Regions from separate parts of the Sus scrofa genome. Here region 1 is linked to region 2. The links are chromatin contacts, called in public HiChIP or PLAC-seq maps. All regions are on one chromosome and are shown on one strand. Each heading gives the region's core, a stretch centred on a gene start, on an enhancer-like site or on the middle of the called end of the contact. The rest is flanking DNA. Distances are from core to core; before and after follow the strand shown. Region 1 has its middle 32 kb from the start of UBE2W. Region 2 holds the start of LY96 (lymphocyte antigen 96).

Region 1 (4,353 bases), core at 735-3,234, 64 kb before region 2:
CCAGTAAATACAACAACAAAAAAAGAAACAGACTCAAAGATATAGAGAAATAAGCTAGTGGTTACCAGTGGAGAAGAGGAAAGGGACAAGATAAGAGGAGGGGACTAAGAGGTACCAACTACTCTGCACAAAATAAATAAGCTACAAGGACATATTCTACAGCACAGGGAATATAGCCAATATTTTCCAGTAATTATAAATGGAGTATAATCTTTAAAAATTGTGAATCACTATGTTGTACACCCGAAGTTTAGAGTATTGTAAATCAACTATGCTTCAGTAAAAACATTTTAAAAATAAAAAAGATACTACCAAAAATGTTTCAGATATCTCAAAGTACAAATAAATACACATTAAAAAAAAGAGAGATTTAGCTTTTTAAAAAGGGAAACATCAGTTTTCTATTCCTCTAATCAGAAGACCTACAGGAATAAAGGGTGAAAAGACAGTCAGAGGTAGCACTTGGGATACAGAAAAATGCAGTATTGCATGAAGTATTGTTGCCATTGCTTAAGCCACTATGTAAAAGTCAAGACTGTCAACCATTAAGTTTTGTACCAACTCAGTTTTTTCTTTTAAAAAGGGCAATCTGCCTTCTCCAGACACTTACTGTCTAAACTGAATCAGCTAGTTATCCCAAAAACCCTCCTGCCAAATATAATCAGAAGTACTGTGGATTTTAATCTTTTTAGTCTTAAAAAGAAAGGTTTTAATCTTAATATACATAATCTTAAATTGGTCATATAGCCAATCTACTGTTCAACTGGTGTTCTACAGTTCCGTTTTTGGCCTCAAATGATGAAACTTCTCTAACGTCTCTGGGGAGACTAGGGTAAAGTATAATGTTTCCTGAAATTGTTCTTGTTTTTTCTCTGACTGTTTTCATGGTATCTCTTCAACTGGGAATGTTACATACAAATTTGTTTTTTCTATTCTGCAAGAAAGTCCAGTGGGAGACACAAAGGTAAAAAGAGTATTGTATGGGGAACAGGCTGAAAGGGAAGAAATAATACAAAAGCACAGAGGTAAATGTGAAGCAAACACATGCACGAAAGAGAAAGAAGATGTAGAAAAGAGAAGAGATTAAAGAAAAGCACTGTCCTCGCCTAAAAAGAGGAAAGAACAGAAGAAGGATAGGCACACTTGCTCATTCTTCTAGAAACAAAAGCACGAAATCCTTCTAAGAAAGACGTGGTCCCTTTAAGATGTTGTTAAAACTCTAAAAAGCGCTCCGTTGACACTCCAAACGGGAGTTCTGCCTTCTCTATGTTTTGACAGAGCTGGTCTTCATCTATAAATTAAATGCAAGCTAGAGATAATGCAGAGTTAATCTTTATAAAACTGCAATCGCGGATGCCATCTTTGCCTGGGGAAAAAAACCCCACCAAACTCCTTGAATTTGGAAAAAAGGAGTATATTAAGTTGGGAAACCAGAAAACCAGGCATTGCCAAGTCAGGTAGCTGTAACACGGGTTAACAAACGCCTCCTGCCAAACTAAGGTTCCACTAAAGATCTGGGGAAGAAGGGTTGTAGCCTTACCGCGACCGCAAGGGTGGGGCAGTGTTAGGGGAAAAAAAAAAAAAAAGATTTGAAGGCGAGCTACCTCGGGAGGTATAGGGAGCTGGAGACTTATCTCCCGGGAAGACTGCAATATTTAGGCGGCAAATGATTTTGACGGACTAAGGGCAGCTGCGAGGAGAGTGAGAAAATGCGCTGCCGGGCGTACGTTCGTTGAGAGTACAGAGGCTGATAAAGGAAGATACCCATGGGGCAAAGGACTAAGAGTCAAAAGGAGAGCCGAGGGGCCAAGCAGACAGGGAGGCCCGGCGTGGGAGGCCTGAGCAGAGGCCTCGAAGCGCCCCTGCAGCCAGCCGCCTTCTCCGGGAACGCCTTTTCGGCTCCCCGACACTCAGCCCCTCTTAGGGCCGCCCCTGCCCCAACGACAACGGCGAGAGCAGCTGTTTCCGCCCAGCCGGGGACCGCGGAGGAAAACGCATCCCTGGGGCGGGAGGTGTGTGGGGGGGGAGGCCAGCGGCAGCCGTCGGTGTGAGCTGGAAGTAATTCCGAGACCACTGCCGCTGAGGCAACATCAAACTTCGCCCTTTCCTCCCCTTAGTCTCTTTTATCCCCCAACTTCCTAGCCGGCTTGTGTCCGCTTCGACCGACCGAGACTCCCCCTTCTCGCAGCCTCTCACCCCTCCCAACGCCCTGACTCTGGGGAAGGACCGGCCACGGAGCCGCTCCGGGACCCGCCCGGGTGCCCCAGAGTCCCAGACACCCAGCTCAAAGAAACACTCGCATCCTCTGCACGGCTCCAGAGCCCGCCCAGATGCTGCAAACTCCTCTTACCTGCATTGACGCCATGATGGAACCATCCCCCCTAGGCCGGCGAGGCCAGAGACGCAGGGGGCGGAGCTGCCGTGCTCGCGTCACGCCGCGGGGGCCCAGCATCCCGGGCGCTGGGGGCGGGGCCTCCGATGGGAAGGAGATGGCGTGAGGGGATTGGCTGGTGCTCTAGGCGCCCAGGGGGAAGGGCAAGCTGAGGCGCGGTGAATGGCGCTGTCTATACCTTCGGTCACGTCCAACTCTCTGGCCTCCACGACGAGCCCACTCGCTACCCGGATCGCTTAGGAAACGCTGGTCGGGTTCTGATTCGAGCCCCATGGTTGTTTTTTTCTATCTATAACATAAGATCCTGATGATGTCCACACCCGTGGGCTTTGTGGGGGGGGGGGGTTGTTTTGTTCTTCCAATCAGAGGTGTATAGTTTATAGATTTTTTTCTTTCCGATGCCCTCTCTACACCACAGTGCCCACTTTCACAGCTTGGGGCAAGATAAAACTTCCGCAGGGCAGCTTTCTGGTCTTTACGCACCTGGAAGACTTCTCATATTCCTAATTTGGGGATGAGAGACACTGATTTGCTTATACAACGGGATGAGGATTGAGAGCAGAACAGAACTTTGATATTTTAAAGGCAAGGGCAGATTTGTAGAGCTGAATCTTGCCTGAAGGGAAAGAGAATGTTTTGAAGTTTTTTTGTGCAATTTCCACCTCTTTACCGCAACCCCTCAGTTTTAAACTGCGCATGTATCTGTAATAGTTATGTTGTTATGGCACTGACACTTGTTTAGAGGTTTCATCCTAAGCATGAGATTGTTTAATGTACCAGTGTCACTTATACTTTCTATCACATCCAGACTTCTCTTCAGCCTGTTTCGTGGTGGGCAGTTTTGTGGTCATTCCACCTAGAGATATATTTGAAGAGGGAGAGCTGAGTACACAGAATTTATTCTGGGAATGCACCAGTTCTGCCAAGATGTATGAGAAGCCACGTTTTTAAAATCTATTCCAAAACCGAAGATGTTATTGGTTTATTCCAGGAAAACTGGAAGCCAAAAGTTCGCACCTCCTGTTCTATTTTTTTTTTTTTTTTAATGTAGGTGGCTGACGTGTTGAGTAGAAGGCTTTTACATTATCGGAATGAAAGCTTAAAATCTGTCATTTTATTAACTTGGAGTTCTTTTTAGAAATTTATATAAGATTTAAATATAAGAGCCCTGTGGGATATCATCCTTCCCACTCTAAAGATAGATCATTATGTTCTCTGTGAAATTCCCGAATGTAAAATGTGTTCAAAAATGGAAAAAGATCCTTAAAATACACTAATTATTCTATGGTATAATATTAAACACCCTATTCTTCATCACTAGAGAGGAAGTTAAATTGGTAACTCAGACTTCCACTGATCGCCAGAAATGGGCTGATTTTCCCTGTGTTGTGCAAAATGACTGTGTCCTTGAGGAAGATTTGGAGGCTCTTGGCAACCAGGAATGACCCAGAAGCACATCAGGTGTCAGCCCAGTTTTGTTGCCTATATTTCAACTGAGTAAAGTCCATATATCAATGAAAGAGGAAAGCTTTTCCAGATATATTTTCTGCTGGTGATCTCTCTCCCTATAATCTCAGGAAATTGCTCCAGAAGATCAGGTTTTTTTTGTTTGTTTATCTTTTGTCTTTTTAGGGCCGCAACCACAGTACATGGAGGTTCCCAGGCTAGGGGTCGAATCAGAGCTGCAGCTGCTGGCCTACACCACAGCACATCACAGCCACAGCAACGCCGGATCCTTAACCCACTGAGCAGGGCCAAAGATTGAACCTGTGTCCTCATGGATACTAGTCTGGTTCGTTAACCACTGAGCCTAGATGGCAACTCCCAGAAGATAAGGTTTTACAATCTCAGGTTTACTTTATTTAAAGGCCAATTCTTCCCAAGGTATAAGTGACTTTAAATGACCCCACAAAGAAAGCTTTATGACATCATCAGGGTCAACAACCTGCCATGACAAATAC
Region 2 (4,501 bases), core at 569-3,068:
CTAGTGGCCTAATATAAGCTGCAGCTGCCGGCCTACCCCACAGCCACAGCAACATGGGGTCCAAGCTGTACCTGCAACCTAGACCACAGCTCAGGCAACACTGGATCCGTAACTCACTGAAGGAGGCCAGGGATTGAACTTGCGTTCTCATGGATACTGGTCTAGTTCGTAACTTGTTGAGCCACATCAAGAACTCTCCTAAAATATTTTTTTAAATTGTGGTAAAAATATATAACATAAAATTTACCATCTTAACCAAATGTACAGTTCGGGACTGTTAATTATATTTACATTGGTATGCAACAGCTCTCTAAAAGTTTTTCATTTTGCTGAAACTCACTCCCATCGAGAAACCCCCCATTTCCCCAGATTCTCCCACCCCCTGATAGATTTTCACCTTTTAAAAAAATGGTGAAGTAGTACAGATCTTCAGTCAAACCTTTTACAAATATTATTTTCCTCTAAACTTGTAGATGTTTAGAGCTTGAACTCCATGCCATTTTTGGCTACAAATCCCAAACCTCGTCCTATAAAGGATTTCAGGTAGCAAAGCATCTAAAGGGCTATCTGTTTTTCTAGAACAGAGTGAAATAACAGTGAAATATTTCCACTCACAAAATAATGACCATTTCATTACTAGAGCTCAAAGTAGCCCCTGGACCTGTAGTTTGCTAAAGTGAGTGAATCTCACGCCTGGTGGGACCCCTGCCCGCAATTACAGAACCACAGCTAGTGTCCTGTGCTTAGAGTCTCCTCCAGCTGAGCTCCATCCTTTGGCTGAAACTTTCTCTGAGCAGAAACAGCATGAGACTGTTCAGTTCAGATCTACAGGTCCTGCTCTCTGGGTCCAGAGAATTGTTGTATAACAAACTTGTGGAAGAGAAAGTTCCCGTTGTGGCTCAGTGGTAATGAACCCAACTCGTATCCATGAGGATACAAGTTTGATCCCTGGCCCTGCTCAGTGAGTTAAGGATCCAGTGTTGCCACGAGCTGTGGTGTAGGTTGCAGACTCGGCTGAGATCTGGTGTTGGCTGTGGCTGTGGCATAGGTTGGCAACTGCAGCTCTGATTTGACCCCTAGCCTGGGAACTTCCATACACTGTAGGTGCAATCCTAAACAGACGAAAAAACAAACAAACAAAAAAAACTTGTGGGAGAGAACAGCAATGCAGAGGGATAAAGAGTGCTAATGTTTTTGGGGATTTTTTTTTGGAATATAGTTGTTTTACAATGTTGTGTTAGTTTCAGGGGTATAGCAAAGTGATTTAGTTATATATATGGATATATTCATTCTTTCTCCCATATAGCTTATTACAGGATAGTGAGTAGAGTTTCCTGAGCTATGCAGTAGGTCCTTGTTGGTTATCTATTTTGAATATAGTAGTGTGTATCTGTTAATCCCAAACTCCTAATTTATCCCCCTCCCACCCACATTTCCCCTTTGGTAACCATAAATTGATTTTTGAAATCTGTTTCTTTTTTGTAAATAGGTTCATTTGTATCATTTTAAAAATGAGATTCCACATATAACTGATATCTTATGATTTCTCTAGGTCCATCCAAGCTGCTGCAGGGCATGCTGGTTTTTTAAGCTTCTAAAAAAGACCCACAGACTGGTTTTGTTAGTAGTGACTGGGAAGTACCTGGTTTTGTTTTTAAAGCGCTGTGCTCGCCTTTGTATCACGTGTTTGAAGAGTACATTACAAATCATTTTCCTCTCCTCTTGCAGGAAGTGCTCAAATATTCAACACACACATGCACACACACTCAAAAGAGGAACAGTCGGGTAGCGACTCAGAAATCATGTGACTGATGACTAAGTTAAATCTTTTCTGCTTATTAAAAGGGAAGAGTCTGATGATTAGTTACTGATTCTCCTTACATTTTTAACATTTTGGAGATATTGAAGCATGTTTCCATTTATGCTGTTTTCCACCTTGTTTTCTTCCATATTTACTGAACCTAGGGAGAAAATGTGGATCTGCAATTCCTCTGATGCAAGTCTTTGGTACAACTACTGTGGTAAGTAAAAGGGCAAAGCAGGGACGAACAACTGTTTTCAGGGTACGTTTTCACAAAAACCTTCTGCTGTTGCTGGGCGGGACACAGGAAATGACTGCCTGTACCAGCTGCTGGCAGCAAAAATGATGTCTAGTTACTGCCCCGGGTGGATTTTCTTGATCCTTTACAGACCTCACGAGTCTGAACTTCGTTGTACTTGACCTCCAAGTGCGTCTGTTTCAGATTCTTTGCAGTTTTGCTAGAACTGCCTGCTTCGGACTCATTTTGCCTCAGCTGTAAGGCTGACTGGTTCTTCTTGAGAAGGTAGAAGGGTCCTAGCTGCTTCCCAGAATTGATTATTGCTCCGGGCTGTGTTTTTTTGTTTGTTTGTTTTTTGGTTTTTGGGTTTTTTTCCCAGCACAATGTTGGGCATGTAACAGGGGCTCTGTAAGTGTTTCAGCCTGTGGTTTTTGAAGACTCTTGGAATTGCCTCCCTGATTAGATGTAAGCCTGATTCTGTCAGTTAGATCCTTAACCACTGAGCGAGGCCAGGGATCAAATCTGTGTCCTAGTGGATACTAGTCAGATTCATTTCTGCTGAGCCAAGACGGGAACTCCTGAAAGTGGTTTCTGAACCTTTTTTATGTGGATTGTTTTGAAGCAGATTTTTCTCTCTATGTGGCACAGAGCCACATAGAAATACTAATACTGATTATTTAAAAAAAAAAAAAATCGGAGTTCCCGTTGTGGCACGGTGATTGACGAATCTGACTAGGAACCATGAGGTTGCGGGTTCAATCCCTGCCCTTGCTCAGTGGGTTAACGATCCGGTGTTGCCGTGAGCTGTGGTGTAGTTCGCAGACGCAGATCGGATACTGCGCTGCAGTGGCTCTGGCTTAGGCTGGCAGCTACAGCTCCGATTGGACTCCTAGCCTGGGAACCTCCATATGCTGCAGGAGCGGCCCAAGAAATGGCAAAAAGACAATAAATAAATAAATAAATAAGTAAATAAATAAAATAAAATAAATTTTTAAAAAAATCAAGACTTCCCTTTGGTGCAATGAGTTTAGGATCCTGGTTTGTCACTGCAGTGGCTTGAGTGACTGCTGTGACATGAGTTTGATCCCTGGCCTGGGAACTTCCACATGCCTTGCATGCAGCCAAAAAAAAAAAAAAGAAAAATCAGCCACATTCTAATGCTATTAACTGGTTGGATCACTATTATTTTCTTTTGTCTTGTTTTGTGTTGCCCTCTTTCTCTACAAATATTTGCTTGGGGGTTGCCTGTTTGGTTTGGTGCTCTCCATGGATTGGTTGGTCTTTTCTATCCACTAGTGATATCAAGAAGGTTTAATGGAATCCTTTGGAAAATACTAGTTCTTTGAGACTCTCTGGGGAACAAGGATTTATGGTCTAATCGTTTGGGGGAGATTTACAAATGTACTTTGTGTTCTGAGAAGTTCTGTGATAAAGAAACCCATTTCATCTCCCAATTTTCAGATTTATTTATTTATTTATTTATTTATTTATTTACTCACTTATTTATTTTTGTCTTTTTAGGTCTGCACCCGTGACATATGGAGGTTCCCAGGCTAGGGGTCGAATTGGAGCTGTAGCCGCTGTCCTACGCACAGCTGCATCTGCGACCTACACCACAGCTCATGGCACTTAACCCACTCTGTGAGGCCAGGGATCGAACCTGGGTCCTCATGGATGCGAGTCAGATTTGTTTCCCCTGAGCCATGAAGGGAGCTCCTGTTTTATTTCATTTTATTTTTTGAGTGTGTGTTTACAGTCCTGCAAACTGTGGCAAATGTTAATATGAAGTTACTTCCGGGAAAGTAGGGTAACTGCCAGATGTGAAACAAGACTTAGGTGTATGGCCAGACTCGTGCTGGTGGCTTTTTCCTGTATGTGGTTGTGCTGAATTCCCTCTCAGCTTACCCCTGAGGATTCTCCATCCCCAACGTCAGGTTCCTTTCCCCGTTTCCAGGCTCTGGTGCCCTTGGCCCTCTTCTCTCCTGCCCTAGGTCTTTTTCCCCACACACCTTCCCTGTGCTGTGTCTCCTCTGGCTTTGACTTATATAACACTCCCTATTATTATTTAGCTTTTAATCTTCTAGTAACAGTAATCCAATTTGTCTTTTGATATGATCATTGAGGAGGGATCTTACTTGTTTCTCTGAAATGCTGAGAAATTCTGTGGTCCTTTCCAGCTGCTCCATGGATGTAGGGACCATGGGGAGCAAGTAGGGTGCAGAGCTACAGCGAGACTCTGTTTGCTGCCATCCACCCCCCTACCCCCACCCCCCGCCAAGGCATCCCTTCCCTGCCTTCAAGAATCCATCCTGGGGGTTTCCTTTGTGGCTCAGCAGTTATGAACCCAACTAGTATCCATGAGGATGTGGGTTTGATCCCTGGCCTTGCTCAGTGGGTTAAGGATCCAGCAGCCGTGAGCTGTGGTGTAGTTCAAAGTCATGGCTTGGATCTGGCATTGCTGT

The links. HiChIP or PLAC-seq counts read pairs in DNA pulled down with a chosen protein or histone mark.
Region 1: a contact with region 2 is called in an H3K27ac HiChIP or PLAC-seq map of alveolar macrophages. The contact joins the enhancer-like site here to the promoter of LY96 in region 2. A contact is called at or near these places in 6 of 47 Hi-C or Micro-C datasets (alveolar macrophages, fetal heart ventricle, fetal liver and 3 more) and 1 of 2 datasets of contacts at active chromatin or transcription factors (alveolar macrophages).

What each region holds. Positions count from the first base shown.
Region 1 is chr4:62,012,357-62,016,709 of Sscrofa11.1, reverse strand. No RefSeq gene overlaps it. Among named protein-coding and RNA genes, the nearest start is that of UBE2W, 32 kb to the left of the region's middle. Within about 2 kb of position 1,984, at least 81 of the 83 cell types and tissues checked have an H3K27ac peak or open chromatin away from gene starts, as enhancers often do. A contact at or near this core is called in alveolar macrophages, fetal liver, liver and 1 more, where this site is marked.
Region 2 is chr4:61,947,947-61,952,447 of Sscrofa11.1, reverse strand. It overlaps LY96 (lymphocyte antigen 96), which reads left to right and starts at 1,818. Exons shown (of 5, transcript NM_001104956.1): 1 at 1,818-2,021. The coding sequence starts at 1,910.